2 separate regions of the Mus musculus genome follow, and region 1 is linked to region 2. The links are chromatin contacts, called in public HiChIP or PLAC-seq maps. All regions are on one chromosome and are shown on one strand. Each heading gives the region's core, a stretch centred on a gene start, on an enhancer-like site or on the middle of the called end of the contact. The rest is flanking DNA. Distances are from core to core; before and after follow the strand shown.

Region 1 (3,503 bases), core at 38-2,537, 110 kb after region 2:
AAGGTGGGCTGGATTTTTACTTTTTTCTTTCCTCCCATCCTCCTTTCTTTCTTTTTTTTTAAAATTTTTAATATTTTTTATTACGTATTTTCCTCAATTACATTTCCAATGCTATCCCAAAAGTCCCCCATACCATCCCCCCATCCTCCTTTCTTTAAAAAAGAAAAAAAATACAAAACACTATTTATGTATGTGTGTGTGTATGTTTGTGCATGTGTATATGTCTGTGTGTGTTTCTGCACACACATGCATGTCATAACACACATTTGAAGTCAGAGTGCAACTTCAGGAGTTGGCTCTTGCTTTCCACCTGGTTGCATGGTTTCTCTTATTTCTGCTGCTCCCTGTAGTCCCGGCTGCTGGTGCGTGCGTGTGGTGAGTCTCCTGCCTCTGCCTCCCATCTCAGTTGCAGGAGTGCTGGGGTTGCAGATGTGCACCACTGCACACAGTTTCTCACATGGGTTCCAGAGACTGAACTTGGCCTATGGAGCTTTTCAGTTAGATCTTTTACTACCTGAGCCATCTCCCCGCTCCCTGTCTCTGTCTCTCCATCTGTCCTCTGTCTCTGTCTGTCTCTCTCTTATGTGGTACTGAGGGTTAAACCAGGGCACTCATACTTGCTCTTCATATGCTCTATACCGAGTTGGACCCCTACTCTTTGAGGCAGAGTTTTACTAAGCTACTCAAGCTGGCCTTGAGCTCATTTTGTAGCCTAGGAGAGCTTTGAACTTGGAGGCAGCGTTAGCTCCTTCAGTATTTAGGACTACAGGATTACACCACCCTGCTCAAGTTTCTTTTTCCCAGTACAAGATATTATCTTATTTCTCAAGCTGGCCCAGAACTCACTATCTAACCCAAGTTAGCGTCAAGCCTGTGGCAATCCTCCTGCCTCAGCCCTGTGTACAGCTATGGTGCCTGGCTCTGATTTTCACTTGTATTATTACTGTCTGTCTCTGTCTGTCTCTGTCTGTCTGTCTTTATTTTTTTTGAAAAGGGAAATATCCCAATACCCCACCTCTTTAAAAGACTGAAGTTTGGTAGCTGGGCATTCTGGTTTACATCTATAATTCTGGCACTGAGGAGGTAGAGGCAGGAGTATTACTGTGAGTTCAAGGTCATCTTGGGCTACATAATGAGTTCCATCAAGTCTCTGCTACTGTACGAGACAGTGTCTGGAAAAACAAACAACAACAAAAAGCAAAAAGATTGATGCTTGGAAGTGAGTCTCACCGACCAAAACTGCTTTTCCCACTTGGCAGACATTCTTCTTGAGGTTTGGCTGCCTACCAAGAAGGCAAAGCCGACGCTTCAGATTGTGGCCAATGGGGACAGGAATCTGGCACACCATCCCTTCACAACCACAGTTTTTTATTTAAAACTCAAGCAAGAAAACCACTCACTCCTCTGTACTGAAGCAACGTGAATGGACCCACCCCGTACAACTCCCTGCCCCCCCCTTCTAAAATGGGTGATAACTAAAATTTTAAAGACCTAATAATCAATATACATTGGGTAGTTTTCCAAGGCCTTTAAGTTAAGATAATTATTACTTGTCTTTGGAGACTTTAGGAAAGTTTAGAGCGTATGACTATTCAAAGGCCAATTTATCCTTTGACAAGACCTTGATTGACTAACCCCAGGGGCTGCCCAGTTCCCAGTCGTATCTTCACCTTCTCACCTCTGTCACCCACCATGGCTATGTGTGCAGTGAATACTGGATGTTTGTAGGGTTTTGAGGTAAGGTGATCCCTGTGGCCAGGACAGGGCTGGAGGCAATGGGGCCCGCAGGAATCCGCTGTCCCCAGACTTCTCTTTTGCCACCCTAAGTCCTGTCTGGTCTTTTGAGTCTGCTTCTTTACTTTTCTGCCCTCCAGTCACTTAAGAACGTGCCTGAAAAAGAAGCAGCCATTTTAAAGCAGTCGGAACAAGACCTTAAAATAGAATCCTACTTGGCCAAATTGGCAGCTAGTGGTAATTTTTTTTAAACATATGCTTTTTATTTCAGAAGAGTTTTCGGGTTATTGTAAAAATAGGAGAACAGGGTTTCCCATACTCAGTACCCAGTTGCATTCATGGCTAACATTCTGCACAGATGTGAAATGCTTGTCCCAGTTAATGGGCTAGCTGGCGTCATCATTTGATAAGCTTTGTTTACTCGGTACTTTATTCCGAGGTGAGTATTTTGCCTGATGTGTTTCATTCCAGGCTCCCTACCAGGACATCGGTCATACATAACCCCTTTGGCAGTTTTTGCTTGTAACAGTTTCTCAAGTTTTCCTGGTCTTTGACAACCTTTGACAGTTTTGGGGTTTGCTAGCAAGGTTCAGTGGACATTTGTCTCAAGGTTTTCTTGGTTAGACCATGAAGATGGAGTAAGGTGTTTAGGAGTAGAAAGCCACCGCAGTAAACTGTTAATCCAGGTCACATGACTTAGGGGTTTCTGTTCTCTCTTTGCTCTTTGCAGGGAAACTGTTGCCCAAGCCCTGCTCCCCTCTTGGCTGTTCTGTTTCTTTTCTTTCTGGTTTGGCACTTGAGACTCAAAAGCTCGAGAGTGACACCTGCTGGTAAAATGTAGTGCCACCAGTCTGTAGCTCCCACGAGGCAGTGTATGTGTCTCTGGAGGATCCAGATAGTCTTCTGTAGTCTCCAGTGGCTGGGCAGTGTGGTGGGCAGGGAAGTGCTTTAGAAGCAGGCAGAGACTTAAGTTTCTTCACAAGACCTTGACCCTTAGCTGAAGTAGAGAGATTTAATTCAGGGAAGTATTTCTGTTTAAATAGAGAAGTCAAATGAGGAATGAACACATCATCCTACAGAAACTGTTAGAAGTCACCTCTCAGTATCTAAGCAGCAGCTGCGTCCTCACTAGACCCGGTAGCTAATCTTGGTAGGAACGTAGATAGGGTGAAGAATTTTAAGATAGACAAGGGACCTCTGCCTGAGAACTGAGTGTCGCCTGTAAACAGAGGCGGCTGTCTCATCAGCGCAGAGGTTAAGAGCACTTGCTCTTCTTGCAGAGGACCCAGGTTCTCAACATGTGCATGGTGGCTCACAGCTGAGTATAACTCCAGTTCCAGGGATCCGGCATCCTCTGGTATCCACAGTCACTGGGCACACATAGGAAACATAGACATACATGTAGGTAGAACCCCCATACACATAAAAATATATTTTTTAAAGAAATCTGAACTAAACCTTAACAAAAATGGAGAACTAGGTAAGTGTGCGGCATAATTATTGTTTAGGTTTTGTTGTCTCCTTTAACAGAGAATTTATTTTTAAATTCTTTATTAGACTTATTTTATGCGTGTTTTGCCTGCATATATGCATGTGTACCATATGTGTGCTTGGTGTCCAAGGAGCTCACAAGAATAGATCTCTAGGAACTGCAGTTACAGATGGTTGTGAATCAGCACACGGATGCTGGAATCAAACCCATGTCCTCTGAAGGCACAAGTGCTCTTCATCACTGAGTTCTGTTTTGTTTTGTTTTGTTTTGTTTTATT
Region 2 (3,037 bases), core at 352-2,851:
TTCACTTACACCTGATGGGATGAGCATTCTTCTGAGTTAGGTCTCCTCAGGTCGTGGGAGTAACACACATGCTCAAGGACTAGCATATGGCCATGTGCAACTTTGCTACCTATGCAGATGTGTGCGTGTGTGGCGCAGCTGGGGGAGCCCACTGGCAAGGCGAGGTAACTGTGTGCCTGGGACGCCATGCTGTGGAGGCCAGAGAGCTTGTGGCTGAGTTATTCTGACTTTCCAGTCAGCTCTGTGCCGGTGCCACAGAAGGGATGCAGCAAGCTCCAGCTGGTCTCCACTCACCTTTGGGTTTCTGTGCTCCACAGCTGGCATGGTTATCAAGAGCTTTACGTTTGAGCTGGGGCAGCGGCTCAATGGCAGAATGCTTGCCTCGCCGAAGGTGCAAGAGCTTGGGGTCCATTCCCAGCACTAAAACATTCTTTCCCTAGTTAACCTAGATGCAAGTTGCCTCTGAGCCCTGCATCTGTGTTCTGAGAGGACCCTTAGATCTTGGGTGAGATCATTCCTCAACACCTTTTGTACTGCTCTAACAGGAGGGGAGGTAGGCAGAGTGGCACACACCTGCAGTCTCAGCATTCAGGAAACTGAGGCAGGAGGTTTACTATGAGTTGAGGGCCAACCTAGGCTACCCAGTGAGTTTTAAGTCATCTTGGGCTACCGAATGAGACTCTGTCCCCCAAACACTTAACATTCATTAATTAGAGGACTAGAGCTATTCTTCAGAGGACTTGGGTTCCACTCTAAACACCCACGTGGCAGTCCACAGTCTGCATCTGACACCCCCTTTTGGCCCCTACAGGCACTAGGCACAAACATAGAGGACAAACATACATGCAGGTAAAACACCCACACACATAAACGATAAATAAATTGCAGTTGTAGGTGCTACCTCCCTATTGCCCCAGGCCTCTCTCCGGGGAATGGTTTGCCAGGTAATAGGTTATCAGCAGGAGATCCCACTGGACACGAAGAGGTTGGCATTCAGCTGTATCTTAGGCATGCAATGAGTTTTCTTTCTTTCTAATTAAAAATGTCAGTAACATGCTTCACTTATTTCCTCCATTGCTGAGATTCTGTTCCTTACATTGTAAACTTGAAGAGGAAACCAAACCTGATAATGTGGTCCAGTGAGCACACCCATGCCTGTGAATTCTACCTCCAGCACAACCAAGCCTGATACCTCACACAAGCAAAAACAAGAGAAGGAAGACCAGAGGGGTCTTCAGAGGCCACAGTTTTTCCATTGTTTTCTGTGTTTTAAAACAGATGCTGTATCTAACCAAAGCTGTGAAAGAAATGTTCTCTTTGGTCAAGTGACATGGTCCCCATTCCTTGGATTCTGTTCTACTTTGTCAGCTGAGACCCATAAATGGCGTTTGGGAAAAAAATGTGAAATTCTATTACCTTTTGCATTAATTCATCTTATTAAAAGCGTAAAGCATTTCGGCATGTTCAGAGACACACCATTAAGATCTGAACAAGATAGTATTTATGTGGAAACTGAAATGTCCTGACAGATCCTGGGCGATGATTCACGGCTCACTTGGCAGCCAGCTTCTGCTGGCACCACCCTCAGCTCTGCTATGGTATCTATCTCTCGGCTGGCTCATCTCCAGGGTTCACGAGTCACACTGCTAGTCTAGAATTTCTCAGTATGCTACCATGCCTTCTTGAGAGATCTTTTTTTTTTTTTTCTAATTTCCAGGTTTCCAGTTTCTAAAGTTAATTTGTTATCTCTAGACAACATTGCTAATTTTGTCGGTTGAAGCTAAAGGTGGCCATATTGTTACCACTCAAATGAACAAAATGGTTATATCTCATCCTTTCAAGTATCCATCTTTTATGAGACACTGATTACTCTTTAAGGGGGGTGAGGGCGAGCTTACTTTATGTATGGAAAATGCAAACTAGTAAGACCTCAAGGAAGTTGGCTGATTTGCCCTAGACAAGCTCTGCTGTAGTCTAAGCTAAGGCTGAGCCTGTTGTGGTGCTGCTCACAGACAGCTGTGAACAGAACACAGTAAAAATTTCAATTTTGTGTCCAGTTTAAGAAATTTCACTTCTTCACAACAAAAATTGAATTCTTTGTCAAAAGAAAAACATTGTATTGCTTCAGCCTTGTTCCTAAGATGTCCCTTGTGTTTGTCTATATAAGCGAGTCCATTTAAACTAACTGTGGTTGTGCACACCTGGAACCTCAGCTCTTGGGATCTGAGTTGGGGGATTGCAAGTTCAAGGCTAGCCCGAGCTACACAGCAAGTGCTTGTCTCAAATAAATAAGTAAAACATAAAGAAAAGCCGACTGGTGGGAACTAGATACCCCTCCTCTCTGAGAGGCCAGGAGAAGGCCAATGAGAAATATCCTTAAGCCACGTTTTGACTGTTGCCCACGGTAGTCTGAGCATGTCTGGCTCTGTGCCTACCGTCCTGGAGATTTTCCTCAAGTTGCTCATTACAGTCATGCTGCATTTAACCCAAGTTTCTCATGACTCAGCTACTGCAGCAATGGAAATGCTTAAGAGCACCCCACCCCCCAAAGAAAGAGTGTCTAATTTGTTGGTAAGCACATAGTAACCCCATCAATACTCATACTGACTACATAGCTTCCTCCTCTCCACTGAAAGGGAAAATAGCTCCGAAGCCTCATCGAATGAGGCTGATAGAGCGAGCGACTTACTACTGCATCCACCCACTTTTCAAATGAAGACCCAAGTCTGACCGGTCAGCACTGGGAAGGACACCCCTGGGCTGCCTAGTTCCCTTAACCTTCACAATGGCTCTGCAGAGTGTGTCTAATTATTCCCAGGTAGTTGTTAAGCAACCAAGACTCAGATAAGTTGCTTTAACTTCCCAAATTCCTACAGAGCTAGTAAGCTGGATAAAGTAAACCAACATCACTTCCTGATTCCAAATCCCACGCTCAATTAATTAGGAAAACAAATCCTGCCTCCTTTAGGCTCACTGAAGTCCATTTAACTTAGAAAAAGGTTGTTTTAGAAGTCTTAGCTAGACGTAGTGGCACACA

What was found. HiChIP or PLAC-seq counts read pairs in DNA pulled down with a chosen protein or histone mark.
Region 1: a CTCF HiChIP or PLAC-seq map of the NIH/3T3 cell line shows a contact between it and region 2, with 8 read pairs. The contact joins two enhancer-like sites. A contact is called at or near these places in 3 of 15 datasets of contacts at CTCF or cohesin (CD8 T cells, the NIH/3T3 cell line and pro-B cells), 7 of 484 Hi-C or Micro-C datasets (alveolar type 2 cells, bone marrow-derived macrophages, embryonic fibroblasts and 1 more), 5 of 115 datasets of contacts at active chromatin or transcription factors (embryonic stem cells, extraembryonic endoderm stem cells, microglia and 1 more) and 2 of 9 other capture datasets (adipose tissue and pancreatic islet).

Annotation. Positions count from the first base shown.
Region 1 is chr4:59,868,539-59,872,041 of GRCm38.p6, forward strand. The region is part of intron 3 of Snx30 (sorting nexin family member 30); the gene reads left to right. Among named protein-coding and RNA genes, the nearest start is that of Slc46a2, 45 kb to the right of the region's middle. Within about 2 kb of position 1,288, at least 49 of the 459 cell types and tissues checked have an H3K27ac peak or open chromatin away from gene starts, as enhancers often do. A contact at or near this core is called in the NIH/3T3 cell line, where this site is marked.
Region 2 is chr4:59,755,185-59,758,221 of GRCm38.p6, forward strand. It overlaps a transcript of E130308A19Rik not described here. Among named protein-coding and RNA genes, the nearest start is that of Inip, 27 kb to the right of the region's middle. Within about 2 kb of position 1,602, at least 54 of the 459 cell types and tissues checked have an H3K27ac peak or open chromatin away from gene starts, as enhancers often do. A contact at or near this core is called in the NIH/3T3 cell line, where this site is marked.